Regions from separate parts of the Rattus norvegicus genome. Here region 2 is linked to region 1. The links are chromatin contacts, called in public HiChIP or PLAC-seq maps. All regions are on one chromosome and are shown on one strand. Each heading gives the region's core, a stretch centred on a gene start, on an enhancer-like site or on the middle of the called end of the contact. The rest is flanking DNA. Distances are from core to core; before and after follow the strand shown. Region 1 holds the start of Bclaf1 (BCL2-associated transcription factor 1). Region 2 holds the start of Ahi1 (Abelson helper integration site 1).

Region 1 (2,763 bases), core at 67-2,566:
ATAGTTGGGATTGGAAGGCGTACTTCTGTGGTTGAGCAATTATGTAGCATATACCAGGCAGGTCTGGGGTTCAATCCCCAGCCCAGGGGATTCATGCCTTAGGTGAAAAGGTCACTTTTCAACACTTACTAAAATTGCACATGACTTAGTAGCTGCAAAATGATTAATTTTGGTGTCTTGAATAGATTAAGAGGTATTGGCACCTGCTGTCTCATTAATGTAGAGTTGCGATGCCTTTTTGTTTCATTTAAATACAGTTCACCTACTTGACAAATATTTTCTGAGCTCCCACCTAATGCTTTGGACCTACCAGGGTCCAGTGTACTCCACAGATCGTAGCTTTTACCTTTAGAGTGGGGCTGGGTGCAGAGCAGATAGCCCAATTAAAATACAATAAAAAACTACAATTCATTGGAAAGTCAGATACTTCCGCTGTGTGCTGATCTGGATTGTGAGGGCAGACCGCCCTGAACAGGGTTAAAGATCAGAATCAAACTCTAATGCTGAACTTAACTGACAGGCTGCAAATGGCAACTCTGAAGCCCCTCAAGGAATTTAACGTTGTCCCATAACATCAAACCGTAATAACGGTTTTACTAAGTAGTCCCGCTTTGATAAAAACAGCTTGAAGGTCTGCAATTTGCTTCAAATCAATCCTGGCTTGCTTATTTATGATTCTGGTAGGTCCAGTTAGGGTGTGAGGTTTCCGGATAGGTGCCAACCTTGAGAAAGCCTCAGGGGCCAGGCTTCAGCGTCCGGGAAGCTAGGAGCTACCCCATGACGCAATCGCCCAGACGACAAGTCTCAGGACCGGCCAGGAGGCCGAGTTAACAGGAAGCGACTCGGGACTCGGCCGAATCGGTACAGGGCGTTTAGCCCTTTAACAGTCGGGCAAGGCGTCGGAGGAACGCGGCGCTTCCGGGCGGACGCAGTTGCGTCGTTGGTTTTCCGGCCGGTTTCCTCAGTGAGTGCTCCTGACGTGCTCTGGGCCGCCGTCTCTGAATGACCCCGGCTCGTTAAGTGCAGTTCACAAGAAGGGCGACACTTTAAATTCCTTGGGACAAGAAGTCTCTTTAGGACAAGGCCGAGAAGTCAGCACCTAAGAGCGGCCCTTCGAGGCCCTTCGGCTCCCGGCCGGGCCCTGGCCCCTACCCCTGCCGGCTACATCTTCTCGCGAGACCAGCCACGCGACTTCCCAGAAAGCCTTGGGCTACAGCTCAACAGCGGTTCTAGAGCCGCGCCTGGGCGGGAGGGTGGGAGGGGCCTGCCTAGATATTTAGCGGCACTGAAGGCCACGCCCCAAGTCGGAAGTGACGGAGCCGAGCTAGCGCGACGAGGCCACCTCTATGGTCTTCCTCTCCTTCTGGAGTCGGGAAATGGCCGCTGTGTAGTTACAGCGGAGGTAAATCCTGAGAATCGTGCTTCGGCGTGTCAGGTAGGCCTTGCGCTGCATTCCAGTCACTCAAAAGAAAAAAGTCGAGGAGACAGGACCGTTGGGTGTTGAGAACTCTCGTGCGTGGTGACGGGTCGGCGGCGAGAAAGGAGACTCCCCCCCCACCCCCCCACCTCGGAGCCGTTACTTGTGCGTTTTCATCGTCACCTCCTCGGGTTTGGAAGGCGCCGCGGGCCGCAGGGGTGGGGGATGGGGAGCTGGCGCGAAGAGCGGGCCTGGCTGCGAATCTGGCTCGGGTTCCGGAGACCGTGAGGCCTTCGCGTGCGCTTGTGCATGCGCGAACCTCTCTCCAACCCTTCCCCCCACCGCTTCAGACGGGACTCCGGCGCGCGCCCGCTGTTGGGCTCTGCGCACGCGTGCTTTTTTCCTTTCTTTCCCTGCCCATGGCAACGCCGCCGCGTGTGTTGGCTTCGGAGCCGGCTTGTCGTTGGCCTTGGGGGAGGTGTCTTCCTTCCTGGCCTAACCTTTGGGGCTTGGACCTGCGGCAGTGTTAGGCGAGAGGATCAACCACGTAGTGCGTGGGAGTTATGCTGCCTTCCTCGCCTCTGTCGGTTTAGGCCCGGTTTAATCAGATGGAGGCTTTTGATCTGTTGCTTATAGCCGACCTGCCAGCACCTGGGTGTTGGCGCCAAAGTTTTTCGTTTTGCCTCCCTATCAGCTCACTCTGTCCTAGACGATCAGTCGGTGCGTAGTTACTGTTTCTAGCGGGATTCGGGTCTTATCGGGTGCGTCTGAGAAGGGCCCTTTCTCAGTAATCCGAGCGCTGACATACCATTTTTAGTAAGAGTTGGCACTCCTTAGAAATTCAGGATATTGGCAGCGGTGACTGGTGGGGTCGGAAGAGAAGTTGAGGTTATAGTTCTGTCACCCAGCGCTGGCCTCGAGTAGTGGGATAATAGTTTTTCGTCACTACTTCGGACCCCTCTGCGTTTTAAGGATTTGTTTTCTTGGTCTGGGGAGTGACCAGAATATTGGACTTCTGTATCCCAGACGAGCTTCTTGGGACCTAGTGGCTTCGGGTTCTCCATGTAGTTACGTGTTTGGGTTATGGATGTGCAAATTCATGCCTAACAGTTTTTAGGTTTAATAGTCAAAGTCGAGGAGCAGTACTTTCTACGTTTTTTTTTTTTTTAATTTCTCAACTAGAATTGAAAAGGAAAAAAGACAGAAACTGAAAGTGAATATACCTAAAACTGATGAAAACTGTTAGTCACTTCACAGATATCCTGTTGCTACAGCACATATATATTTTTCTTATATTAAAAGGGAAACGTAGAACAAAATGTCTTGTCCTCACTGTGAGCTTGCAT
Region 2 (2,763 bases), core at 121-2,620, 670 kb after region 1:
GGGTGTAAATTGGCATTGCATACATAATTCAATATTGCATAAAGTTATGTGCAACATACAATTCGATGTTGCTTATTTCATGATGTACGTAATTCAAAAAAAATGTGTAAAACTGAATAAAAGAAGGTAATGAGAGAGTAACCCCAGGGAGAGGGAGCATCCGTATCCATGGCAACGTGATGAGATTGTTCTCGTTTGAAGTAATTTTCAAAAGAGGGTACCAGTAGCGTTACCAGCTTCACATTAATAAGGTTAGTCTGGCACTGTTGGGAAAGAAAATTCGAAGTCAAAACTGGAGTCAGGACACAGGTAGTGAGGCCAGTTCCCGCGTAAGAAAGACTGGCAGGTTGCCTTAGGTAACCGTAATGGATAGGCTTTGCACTAGGGACATTAAAGATAGGTTTGGTAAAACCCTGCAGGGATGGAGGTAGCTTAAATCAAGATAGGTTTAGAGGAGGGGATTTTGAGGGTTTTTTTGAATGACAAACTCAGCAGCTCAACATGCAGGCTTTATATTGGTGACATTTCCCGTGGTCTCCTCATTGCATTTTGAGACCCTGACGAGATGTGTTTTGTTAGGTCTGATACCAGTCAGAACGGAAAAGCTGGCCTCCGGACAATCACGCAATACTGTCGCCATACAAAGGAGCCACAGGTTGTGTGGGAGGGCAGCAGCCGAAAATGGCGTCTGATTCTGAGGGAAATGATGCACCTCGTATTTTTCCACTCTGGGTGACTCACAAGCCCAAGATGGCGCCTGAAGCGGAAGTGAGGGGGCGTTGGAAAGTAAATGTGGCGTAATCCCTTTTCCACACTGTAAACTCGGGCGCCTGAGGATTTGTCTGCAGCAGGGATCCCCATTCACATTTAAAGGCGCGTCTCATTTTGTGGGGTGACGAGTCTTTCTCGGCTGTGCTGCCTCATTCGCTCACTCGCCCATCCATCCATCCATCCATCCATCCATCCATCCATCCATCCATCCATCCATCCATCCATCCACTCGTTCCCGTATCTACGCCGGACGCGTCACCTCCCACCTATGTCCCCCCCCCCCCCACACACACACACACACTCTCCTTCAAGCTCTGAGTGACCGCGCTTTGCCCGCGGCGAGAGCCGACAGGTTTCACTAGCGGGAGACGTGCACTCGGGACTCGCTTCCGGCGCTGAGGGCGGAACTCAGCCTCCGGCCGGGTGCGCGCGCCCGCCGGACCCCGGAAACGCGCTCCGGAGGCTGGGTAGGGGGCGTGGCCGTGGTCAGGCTGGCATCTTCTGCCCGGCGACTCAGTTACCTAGGTAACAGCGGCAGAGGCGGGCCTGACGTCACGGGCGGCGCGCCTCCCGCACTGCGACACTGGGCTGACTGGACAGCGTGCGTGGCCAGCGGTCGAGCGGGTTGAGCTGCTGCTTCCCTAGCCCTTGCCTGGGCGCAGGGAGCCGCTTCGCGTCGTCCGGCTGTCTCTCCTTTCCGTGAGTATCCGGCAGGCGCACTGTAGTGGGGGCCGAGGCCTTCCCTGTCCCTGGGGGGGACGGCGATGAGACTGTCGAAGACCCGGGGATGCGCAAAGGGACTCCCGGAGGCTTTTGGATGCTCGCAAGCGGGCTGCTGGAGGCGGGGGATGCCCGCGAGTGGCCTCTCTTTTGCTTGTCCCGGCTGCCTTGCACAGTGCTCTGACCGACAGACACAGCCTTCGCCTTCCCATCGGGGTTCAGGGGCTTAAATGCCCCTCGAGCTGCTGCGTGTTTCCTTGTAGATTGACAGTCAGGTGCGCAGTGACAGGCTGTCTTCATTACATCTAAGTACAGTAATTGATTACGTTTCAATTGTAGGCTCATCCCAATGCCTAAAGCCCCCCGAAACGGAGGCTATCCGGGAATCTACTAAATGGTAAATTCTGCCTTTATTGTAACTGTGTAAACGTCGTAGAAACGTTTCCTCTGTGATTTTGTTTTGTTTCGTTAAAGCAAAAAGATGCCAGCAAGTATTTCACCTGTTGCGTAACCAATTACTTGCGCTCTCGGGAGAAGAAAAGGGAATATTTAAAAGGATATTTGCAGCAAATTCAAATGCAAAAAGAATTTTTAGCAATATTTACAATATTATTTATTTATGGGACTATGACAGATTTATTGATTGAATTACACAAACATGGCTTTTTGTTCTTTTTCTTTTGTTATGAAAATTTGCTACAGAATCCTTGTCTAAGTGTGCCCACTTCTTTTCTTTTTTTTTTGCATTGATGTGTAAGCACATACTCCATGTTTTTCAGAAGGGGGGAGGAAACGTAATCCAGTTAATTTTTCTGCGCAGTCTCTCTAAGAACCTCCCATGTTTTTGATGGAAAGACTTTTGATGAATATAGTGATGTCTAATACTGTGCATGCTAATTTTTTAAAAAATTGTTTTGTAAAATGACATCTACAAAATTAGGGATGTTTTATTAAATATAATCTAAATACACATTATAAAATTATACAATATAAATTATGGTGATGTCATTAATCAGATATAAGTTACTAATTACTGTGTTTTCTGTAGTATGCATTAACATTAAAATGATTCTTTCGTTGTGATGTTATCATTAAATATTACTGTTTACTCAGTTATACCTCAAAATTTCAAATATTACATCATTAACTATACATTTAATATTTTATTTCTTATCTATTTGTTAAATGGACATAAAGTCATTTTACTGAGCACCTGTGATGTGCATTATTATTTTTTCATTTATCTTGCCCTCCTATCAATATGTAAGTGCT

Evidence for each region. HiChIP or PLAC-seq counts read pairs in DNA pulled down with a chosen protein or histone mark.
Region 2: an H3K27ac HiChIP or PLAC-seq map of oligodendrocytes shows a contact between it and region 1, with 12 times the contacts expected there. The contact joins the promoter of Ahi1 here to the promoter of Bclaf1 in region 1. A contact is called at or near these places in 2 of 12 Hi-C or Micro-C datasets (the A7r5 cell line and mammary epithelial cells) and 1 of 1 datasets of contacts at active chromatin or transcription factors (oligodendrocytes).

Annotation. Positions count from the first base shown.
Region 1 is chr1:16,906,804-16,909,566 of GRCr8, forward strand. Bclaf1 (BCL2-associated transcription factor 1) reads left to right here and starts at 1,317. Exons shown (of 13, transcript NM_001047852.2): 1 at 1,317-1,435.
Region 2 is chr1:17,580,661-17,583,423 of GRCr8, forward strand. It overlaps Ahi1 (Abelson helper integration site 1), which reads left to right and starts at 1,371. Exons shown (of 24, transcript NM_001002277.2): 1 at 1,371-1,470.